3 separate regions of the Mus musculus genome follow, and all the other regions are linked to region 1. The links are chromatin contacts, called in public HiChIP or PLAC-seq and promoter capture Hi-C maps. All regions are on one chromosome and are shown on one strand. Each heading gives the region's core, a stretch centred on a gene start, on an enhancer-like site or on the middle of the called end of the contact. The rest is flanking DNA. Distances are from core to core; before and after follow the strand shown. Region 1 holds the start of Inka2 (inka box actin regulator 2). Region 2 overlaps Tmigd3 (transmembrane and immunoglobulin domain containing 3). Region 3 holds the start of I830077J02Rik (RIKEN cDNA I830077J02 gene).

The links. HiChIP or PLAC-seq counts read pairs in DNA pulled down with a chosen protein or histone mark. Capture Hi-C pulls out chosen DNA fragments and counts their contacts.
Region 2: an H3K27ac HiChIP or PLAC-seq map of microglia shows a contact between it and region 1, with 6 times the contacts expected there. The contact joins the enhancer-like site here to the promoter of Inka2 in region 1. A contact is called at or near these places in 18 of 39 promoter capture datasets (the 3T3-L1 cell line, 3T3-L1-derived adipocytes, the C10 cell line and 12 more), 11 of 484 Hi-C or Micro-C datasets (CD8 T cells, the G1E-ER4 cell line, bone marrow-derived macrophages and 7 more), 17 of 115 datasets of contacts at active chromatin or transcription factors (the HPC-7 cell line, bone marrow-derived macrophages, craniofacial prominence and 13 more) and 3 of 9 other capture datasets (adipose tissue, liver and pancreatic islet).
Region 3: a promoter capture Hi-C map of liver shows a contact between it and region 1. The contact joins the promoter of I830077J02Rik here to the promoter of Inka2 in region 1. A contact is called at or near these places in 12 of 39 promoter capture datasets (the C10 cell line, cranial neural crest, embryonic stem cells and 7 more), 1 of 484 Hi-C or Micro-C datasets (bone marrow-derived macrophages), 6 of 115 datasets of contacts at active chromatin or transcription factors (the HPC-7 cell line, bone marrow-derived macrophages, fetal liver and 2 more) and 2 of 9 other capture datasets (adipose tissue and liver).

The regions. Positions count from the first base shown.
Region 1 is chr3:105,702,876-105,705,897 of GRCm38.p6, reverse strand. It overlaps Inka2 (inka box actin regulator 2), which reads right to left and starts at 1,299. Exons shown (of 2, transcript NM_175398.4): 1 at 1,073-1,299. The coding sequence starts at 1,129.
Region 2 is chr3:105,908,953-105,911,942 of GRCm38.p6, reverse strand. All of the region lies in intron 1 of Tmigd3 (transmembrane and immunoglobulin domain containing 3), which reads right to left. Among named protein-coding and RNA genes, the nearest start is that of Adora3, 6.0 kb to the right of the region's middle. Within about 2 kb of position 1,257, at least 87 of the 459 cell types and tissues checked have an H3K27ac peak or open chromatin away from gene starts, as enhancers often do. A contact at or near this core is called in CD8 T cells, the HPC-7 cell line, bone marrow-derived macrophages and 3 more, where this site is marked.
Region 3 is chr3:105,930,996-105,934,006 of GRCm38.p6, reverse strand. I830077J02Rik (RIKEN cDNA I830077J02 gene) reads left to right here and starts at 1,343. Exons shown (of 6, transcript NM_001033780.3): 1 at 1,343-1,449.

The sequences.
Region 1 (3,022 bases), core at 50-2,549:
AGTGAGCCAGGAGGGCCTACTGCCATGGGAGATAAAAATGAAGGAGACATTGAGAGGTGGAGTGGGAGGTAGAAGCTAAGGCAGTCTAGATGGAGAAGGGACGGGCGGAGCTGAGAAAAGACGCACATTACCTACCTATCTGTCTGAATCCTGGTGGTAAAGGAAAACCAGAAGGGAGGGAGAAAGGGAGGGAAGGAGGGGAAGGAGGAGGGAGAGGGGAAAGAGGAGAGAGAAGAGAGACAAGAGGAGAGAGAGGCAAGAGAAAGAAATCAGAATTCACCTGGCTTCCCTAACACAGCCTTAACAGTCACTTATCCCTCTTCAGTGATTCATCCCCCCACTCCAGGGTAGCATACTCACCCTCAGCACCCCGAGGCCCCGCACACTCCCAGCGCACTCCCCAAGCCCAGACCTGACATCTGGCCGAGCCTCCACAACTCCCGCTCCGCGATCTGCCAGGCGGCACCCCTCCTCCCCCGTCATTACAGCTGCCACCCCCCTCCCTGCTGGCAGACAAGCCCGGGCAGACAGCCGGCCAAGCCTGCCCCCGCAGCCGCGCCAGCTCTGCCAAGCCCAGCAGAGCTGGGGGCCCCGGGCGGTGCCAGCTCCCCACGAGCGAGCGAGCAGTCCAGCCTGACCTCCTGCACAGGGCAGGGACCTGTCTGCGCGCTTCAGGAGCCCGGCACCCGACCACTGGCGCCCGATGCCTGTGCCTGTCATTCCTGCGACTCTGGACACTTGAGCCTTACTCCGTCCGTGTGCCTGTCCCCTCTGGGTGTGTCCTCCTTTCTCTTCAGTTGTTCTGTCACATTCAACTTATCTGGGTGCTCTGACTCCCTGTTACTTGTCCATATCTCATCAGAAATCTTTGCCAAAGTTTGTTACCTCTGAGCAACGTCCCTAGCCTCTACCTACCAGTTGGCATCCTCTCTCCTCTCCTCTCCTCTCCTCCCCTCTCCTCTCCGCTTCCGCCCGGTGCACGGAGCGCGGGGGGGGGGGGGGGGGGCAAGTCAGGTACCTAGGTCTGGGTGGAGCAGTCCTCCCTGTCCCCAGGCTCCTGCTCCGATCTTACCAGCTCCTGTTTGAGGCGACGCAGATAGCAGTCCATGTCCTTGCTCTCCTTTGTCATTCGCCCATTTGCTGGGCTCGGGCTCACGAGAAAGTAGGGTTCTCAGTGCGCTCCGCGCCCTTATCCGCGCTGAGCCGAGCCTCAGCTCCAGCGTGGGGACTTAGAGCGGCGTTCCCCGCTGCTGCCGCTCAATGCCCGGGATAGGGGCGGAGGAAAAGTGCAGCAGCCAATGAGAACTCAGAAGGGGTATCTTCGGCCAATGGGAAGAGCGGTCGGGGAGGGGGGGTGCTCGGGCCTGGCGACCCGAGAAAGTCTGTCACCGGCCTTGCAGACAGCAGCAACTACTGGGAGACTCGCAGAGGTCTTGATTAGGTTCTGGGTTCTGTGGGGCATGGAACTGGCAAAGCCCCCAGTCAAGTGCATTCATTGTCTATTATAAAGGAAGAACGCAGTTTTAGGATTGAGGACTAGGACTAGGCAGGAGGGTCACAGTGTTGAATCTTAACTCCTTTCAGAGAAGAAAACGCTCTCCTTTGCCTTCCCCTTAAATCCCTCAGAAGCCTTTTCTTTCTAAAGAGGGTCCTGGAAGTTCACGGCTCCATTTCATCTCCTCCGGGCCCACTCCTCTCTAGCGCTAGCGGAAGGAAGCGGCTTCCGCTAGGTCTCAGCTGGTGTGGCAGTCTATTGTGTTCAAGGTAGACCTGGTGATACTGAGTAAGAGAGACAAGGTCTCAGCCTTGCATAACTTTTATCGTGGAGGAGAAGGAACTATGAGACAAACAAGTAAATATGAGGATAGTCACTTCAGAGAGCGAATTTTAATGGAAGATTTAAAGATGGGGTGTTGGGAGCTGTTTCAATAGAGTTGGCAGGGAGTGGAGAAACAGGCCTTTCCCTTCCTAGAACTCCCTAATGCTGGCCTTCTTGAATAGGGGAGAAGAGGACTTGAGGACGCTCTGAGGATAGTTGACAGGCATTTCCCTGGTACCCATGCAGTAACTCCTAGGGGTGTAAGGGGTGGAGTTGGGGCACAGCGAAAGGGGTGCTTCTGCAGGCCAGTCCAACTCGATACTTCTAAAGCCGGCCTCCTGGCCACTTGCCTGACTTAAGTTACCCTCGGTGAGCAAACACCTCACCATTCGGCCTGCCAGAGTAATTAGTAACAATTTGCTTTGCTTTGTTTCAAGAAAATTAATAGGGGAAAGTTTGCCCCTGGCAAGATTTTGGTGGTCTGTGTGAGACAGAACCAAAAGGATGCAAGAGAAGCCGCGAAGGGAGAAAGCAGACACTGTGGACATTCATTTGATGCCAGCCAAGATCACTTCTTCAAAAACATTTAGGGGGTAGGTGAAGAACTTGGTGACTGTGACTATGCTCCTGGCCTATCTTCTCACTCCTCTTCAGAGTGATGTGCCAGTCAGAAAGTTAGGCTGGACGGTGTTGGTGCTGTTGAATCAGTTCAAGAAAGTAGTGGGTCAGAGCAGCATCCTCCACCATGACCCTCCTAGGAAACAGAGGTGGGTTCCCCACCCTGAAGCCCCACCCCTTTTACACAGTTATATCTTCACCCTGCAGAACAGCAGCCGGTTGTAAGGAGCTCTCGGTAAACATTTGCAGATCTGTGGTTTTCTCCATCCCTGAAACCTGGGCATGAACATCTTTGGAATTTAGGGTACTGGCTGTGGTTGAACTGCCAGGAGAGGCAAGCAGTCTGAGCTCTTGACAAAAATGTAGCACTGTGGTTGGGGCAACAACTCAAATGCTTTCCTGGGCCTCAGTTTCCCCTGCATATCATTTAAACCCTTGTGAGTCTAACATATCATACTCCTTACAAACCTCTCTGCCTTTTTAAAGATTTATTTTTATGTATGTGTGTGCCACATGTGTGCAGGTACCCTGGGAGGCCAAATGAAGGTACAAATCCCACACCCTCCCCCTGGAGCAGCTGTTTAC
Region 2 (2,990 bases), core at 8-2,507, 210 kb before region 1:
CTGAATGACAGGAGATTCTGTCTCAAATTGGAAAAATCAAAAAAATAAAACAAATAAGAAGACAGGGGTATGAAGATCCTACAGTCAGTGTTAGCTGTCCATTCTGGAGCTGTCCATTCTGGAGCTGTCCATTCTGTTCCCCGCGCTCTCTCTTAAGGCTATGATTGATCTTTAGATTCAGGGGAGGAAAAGTACATAGGTTACTGAGAACCCACATGGAAAATGGAGAGAACCGCCTCCACAAAACTGTCCTCTGACCTCCACGTGTGCTGTCACACATGCCCTGCCACATAGCCACACGTCCACATGGCATGGATGTTATTAGTCCCATGTTACAAATGAGGAGCGCACACAGCAGTTTAAGTGAGTAGCAATGAAAACCTCTTTCCATTGTGTTGTCTCCTCTCTCTCATTCTCTCTCTCTCTCTCTCTCTCTCTCTCTCTCTCACACACACACACACACACACACACACACACACACACACAAATGTAATAAAAATGGAAGAGGAGAAAAAGCTTTTGGCTGACTCTTGGTAGGCTAGTCTCTATTTCCACTTGACTTGTATTTTTAAAAAGCAAAGTAATAAACCCATGTATTTGGCATGTACATTTGTTCAGTGTCTTCATATGAAAGAGAGGAAACCCACCCCTATATTTGTCTGTGTGTCTCTGTACCTTTTCTCTTTAGAGAAAACTCCCCAGTTTTCCTTTTAGGATGAAAACTTGCTGGCCAGAGGCAAGCCTCATGGGAAGACCCCTGGCACACTGATCTCTAAACCTGAAACCAGAGTGGAGCTACTCAGTTGTAGCCAGAAATTTTTGGTTTGCCTTTGCTAAATACTCTATGCTAAATGAGTATTTTTCACACGCCAGGCTTCAGCTTCTTCTGGGCCCCAGGTTTTGGCTTCTTCCGAGCTGGCATAGCTCTTTATTCTCTCTTGGCAAGAATGAAACCACCCAGGTCCCAGCGAGCCACCAGTGGTAGTCAGAGGGACAAAGAAAACAAAAAAGAAAGTCAAAGTCCTTCTCAGAACCTCATAGGCATGGGTCTAACGATACCAGCAAGCCCGGCCGTGATGGTCCTTCCCACTGGAGTCAAGTGATTACTTTGAATCAAGCCTCCTCACAAAGGGGAGACTGAGCGATGTCACAATAATGGAGCTTGAAATTAAAAGTCAAGAGGTGCAGTGTGAAGAGTACCAGGAAACCAAGACTCTACAGCACTTCCCCCTCACCGTCCAGCCAACTGAGCAGAGGTTGTGACACCCCGGAGCAAGCCCAGGGCCTCTTCCTGGAGCTGCTCTCAAACTAAATCAGAGACTCAGTAAGGGGAAGCCCCGAGCTCTTGATTCTTCTGGAGTGAAGAATGAGAAAGAAGGGACCACTGCTGAAATGATGACAAGAGGAATTAGGTGACCGAGCTCAGGACAAGGACAAGGCTTTAGACGAACGTCAGGAATAGCTAATTCCACTTTCAGGTTCCCGCTTCTCTTTGCTTAATTGGAACCATTGTCCTGAGGTTCTCATCAAATCAATACGTTGTCTCTGGGAGTGAGACTCTGTGGGTAGCTTCAGATTCAGAGAGGCAAAAGCAAGGGTGGGGCTGCAGGGCTCCAGTCAAGTGACTGAGCCTCAAGTACGACGCGATGATCAATCTTGTTTTGTTTTGTTTTGTTTTTTCCTCCTTCTCCCATCTCCTCCTGCCAAGGTCTCACTGTGTATTCCTGGCTGGCCTAGTATTCACTACATAGACAGGGCTGGCCTTGGGTTCACAGAGTTCTCTGCCCCCCGCCATATCCTACCCCCCCAATATTGGGAGTAAAAGTATGTCTGTCATACTTGGTCAATGGTCAACTTTTGTTTTCCAGACCACAGAGACACTATGACCAGGTGCCTCACCCTCACACCATTATGCCTTATCCACCATGATCAACTGCACCTTCACACTGAGATAAAAATAACTGTAGTAGCCACTTCACAGAATTTCAGAGCCAAGGGGCACTTAAAATCTCAGTGGTTGGAAAAGGATTGACAGAGTTAGGGAGAGTCTCTAATCCCATAGCAAACCCCCCCCCCCCCAGCTATGGCCTACACTCACAACCATAGCCCTGGGGAAATAGCCAGATACCTGGGCCTTGCCAGCTTAGACTAAGTGTTGAGCCCAAGGCCAGTTAAGAGAATTTGTTTCAGAGGCAGAGGCAGGCAGATTTCTGAGTTCGAGGCCAGCCAGCCTGGTCTACGAGAGTTCCAGGACAGCCAGAGCTACACAGAGAAACCCTGTCTCGAAAAACAAAAACAAAAGAGAATCTGTTTCAAAATAAACAAGGTGGGCAGTACCCACCTTGGTAGGAAAGGGATATCTGAATTTGTCTTCTGGCCTTCACATGCAAAATTCACACGCACCCCCCCACCACCACCACCACCACCACACACTAATGTGCACCTTCTCACACAGGAACATGTGCACACACAACCCCAAAAAATATTGACTATTTGCCTTATATTTCGTAACAGAATTTATCAGGCACTCAAAGATCGCTTTTACTAAATAGCACTGACTCCTCATCTGGGTTCACAGAGTAACTAGGAGCCAGCAAAAGCCTGGCATCCCTGTCTTCATTTTCCATCTGTATCCTTTGGGCAATCTATTTACCTGCATATGGGCATGTGAGCTACTCAAGGACTATGTGGTGGTTTGGATTAGAAATGCCACCACCCTCAGGCTGGTCCCTCAGTTGGTGGCACTGTTTTGGGCATTGCGGGCAGATGTAGCCTTGCAGAAGGATGTGTGGAAGGATATGCAGCACTGAGTGAGGTTAGACTTGGAGAGGTTAAAGCCTTGTCGCTGCTTTCTGTTCACTCTCTGCTTCCTGCTTCTGGTGGTGATGTGATCACTCAGCTTCTGGGTCCGGCTGCCATGCCTGCCTCTTGACGCCATGCCCACTCCCTACCATCATGGCCTCTTATCCCTCTGGAAAGAGAAACCCAAA
Region 3 (3,011 bases), core at 94-2,593, 230 kb before region 1:
TGAATCTTGGGTGCTGGAGAGAAGACTCGGTGGTTAAGAGCACTGACTGCTCTTCCGAAGGTCCTGAGTTCAAATCCCAGCAACTACATGGTGGCTCACAACCATCTGTAACAAAATCTGACACCCTCTTCTGGAGTGTCTGAAGACAGCTACAGTGTACTAACATATAATAAATAAATAAATCTTTTTTTTTTAATTCTTCTATAACATTGTTTAATACTTGCAAGTTTGAATAGGTAAATTTCTTTTCATTTTTTATTAGATATTTTCCTTATTTACATTTCAAATGCTATACCGAAAGTTCCCTATACCCTCCCCCTGCCCTGCTTCCCTACCCACCCACTACCACTTCTTGGCCCTGGCATTCCCCTGTACTGGGGCATATAAAGTTTGCAAGACCAAGAGGCCTCTCTTCTCAATGATGTTCCAACTGGTAATAAGGACAAATGTTCCACTATGTTCATAGCAGCCTTATTTATAATAGCCAGAAGCTAGAAAGAACCCAGATGTCCCTCAACAGAGGAATGGATACAGAAAATGTGGTACATTTACACAATGGAGTACTACGCAGCTATTAAAAACAGTGAATTTATGAAATTCTTGGACAAATGGATGTATCTGGAGGATATCATCCTTAGTGAGGTAACCCAATCACAAAAGAAGTCACTTGATATGCAGTCACTGATAGATAAATCTTTTTTAAAAATAAAATATATATATATTAATCTTCTGTTCCCTCCAAAGGTATTTCAATGCTCTGAATACACTTGAGTTCCCACTGTTTAATTTTGACAGGTAACTCTTCATTTTTCTATCTCAGCTTCATCTCCTTCATCAGGCCAGATGGAATTTATAAAGGCCTTGCTGTTGGTGATGAGGTCATACTGGTGTCAGTAAACTTCGGGGGTGGGGGGAGGGCGTTAAATAATAAACTCTTCCCTAGAAATGAACTTTCCTCGATCTTCTGGCATTCATGTGTGAAAATGTATACAAGCAACTCTTATGGCTTACAGGATCTTTAGAACTGTGCCACAGGGTGGGGTGGGGCTACGGCTCGCTTGGTAGAGTGCTTGCCTCCCTTTCATGGAGATCTGGGTTTAATCCCAGCACCACACAAACCAGGCATGGTGGTTCAGGCTGTGGTCCTAGTATTCAGGAGGATCAGAAAGGCAGTATCATTCACAGCAGGTGGAGACCAGCCTAGCTCTGTGAGAAGAGAGCCAATCTAAAGAAAAGGAAATGAGGGAAAGGGGAAAAAAAAATACCATTGGCCTCAAAGAGGAAGTCTGTGCCTTGGAGCTTAAACATATCTTTGCGACACAGCCTGAGGGTGACAGTGACAGTGGGAGTAAACTTTGTTTCATCATTTCTGAAAACCAAGACTAGGAACAGAAAAGTCAAACGCTCAGTCTCACAGCTGCATCGTATGACTGGAGTCTTTCTGGAAAGGTAAAGACCCTTCTAATCCAGACTAAATAATTGCCCATCAGAGGACATTTTAATTATCTGTTTAGTGCTGGCTTCTGATGTTGTTCTTTGGGTGGGGGAAGGGTTACATTGGAACGGCTGTGTTGCACAGGCCTCACCGTATGGAGTGTGAGTCTCTCATGCCAGATCAAACTGCAAAGAGCATTGTTCTTGGCTCAACTTTCTGCTTCTGACAAATGCTTGGATTATTGTTATTCTCTTCTGGGATTAAAAAGTGTGTGTGTGTGTGTGTGTGTGTGGTGTTGTGTACATATCAAAACCAACTTTCAAGTCACTTCTTTCCTTCCACCTTTGCATGGGATCTAGGAAACTCAGCCTTCCAGAGTTGTGGGGTATGTACCTTTACCTGCTGAGCCACCCCTCTTGCCCGTATTTTGGTTGGTTTTGATCTGTTCTGTTCTGTTTAGACAGGGTCTCACTATGTACCCCTGACTGGCCTGGAACTCAGGCGCTCCTGAAATTTAAAGAGATCGGCCTGCCTCTGCCAACTTGTGGGATTAGAGATGTAAACACACCATGCCAGGCTCCCTTTGAATTTTTTGGACAGATTCTGTGTAATCCAGGCTAGATTTGACCTCATGGCAATTCTCCTGCCTCAGCCTCTCCAGTGAGTGCCAACACACCTGACTAGATTGTTGTTTTTAAAGGTAAATATGTTTGTTGGGTTTTGTCACCTAGATTTGTAAGTAGCTGTTTCTCTGTGGTGTTGTCATATGACCTAGTCTGTTACAGTAGGGTGGCCTAGGATTTTTTTATGTGCTAATATTTCTTTGAGTTGCTTCTTTATATAGAACCACTCCTGCAAAAGCAGAGGTATCAGTAGCTCTAAATGTAAGGTCTAGTGGAAAGTCATACTCCTCAGGAAGAATACATTTCAATACTTTCTATTTTATAGAACATATAAATGTATACTATAATAAAATACAAAATATGCTAATATTTTATGGTGTTCTCCAATGAATACCATTGACTTATTTTATTTTATTTTGAGACCGGTTCTCCCTATTCATAGTGACTGGCCTGTCCTAGAATTCACTATGTAGACCAAGCTGATCTCAAATCCACAGGCATCACTTCCTATGCCTCCCAAGTGCTGGGATTAAAAGCATGTACCACCTCACATGGCCAACATGAATTTCAAAAGGAACCAAAAGGTGATAGAAAAAGTGTTACCCCTGCTCATTCTGGGTGGACCATGGTCTTCCTGTTCTCACAGTTCAGACTTCCAACCAAATTTTCTTGTCAGCACTTCCCTTTTGCTCTGACAGCGACAGATACAAGAATGCTGAATGGTGAGCTACGGTATAATGCTGCCTTGCTATTGCTTTAATGACACTTGGGGACAGGAATCCTTCTTAACCTCTCTTCCCCTGCCCCCATATCTAAGGATAGGCATATTCACTTATAGAAACTGACTGGTTAAAGCATATGAGCCACTTATGGCATTTTTCTAAGTAAATTGCCTTCGGACTCAGAGGATTTGTAGAACCCCAGTGTTTTTTTAATGATGGGTTTGCCTAAAT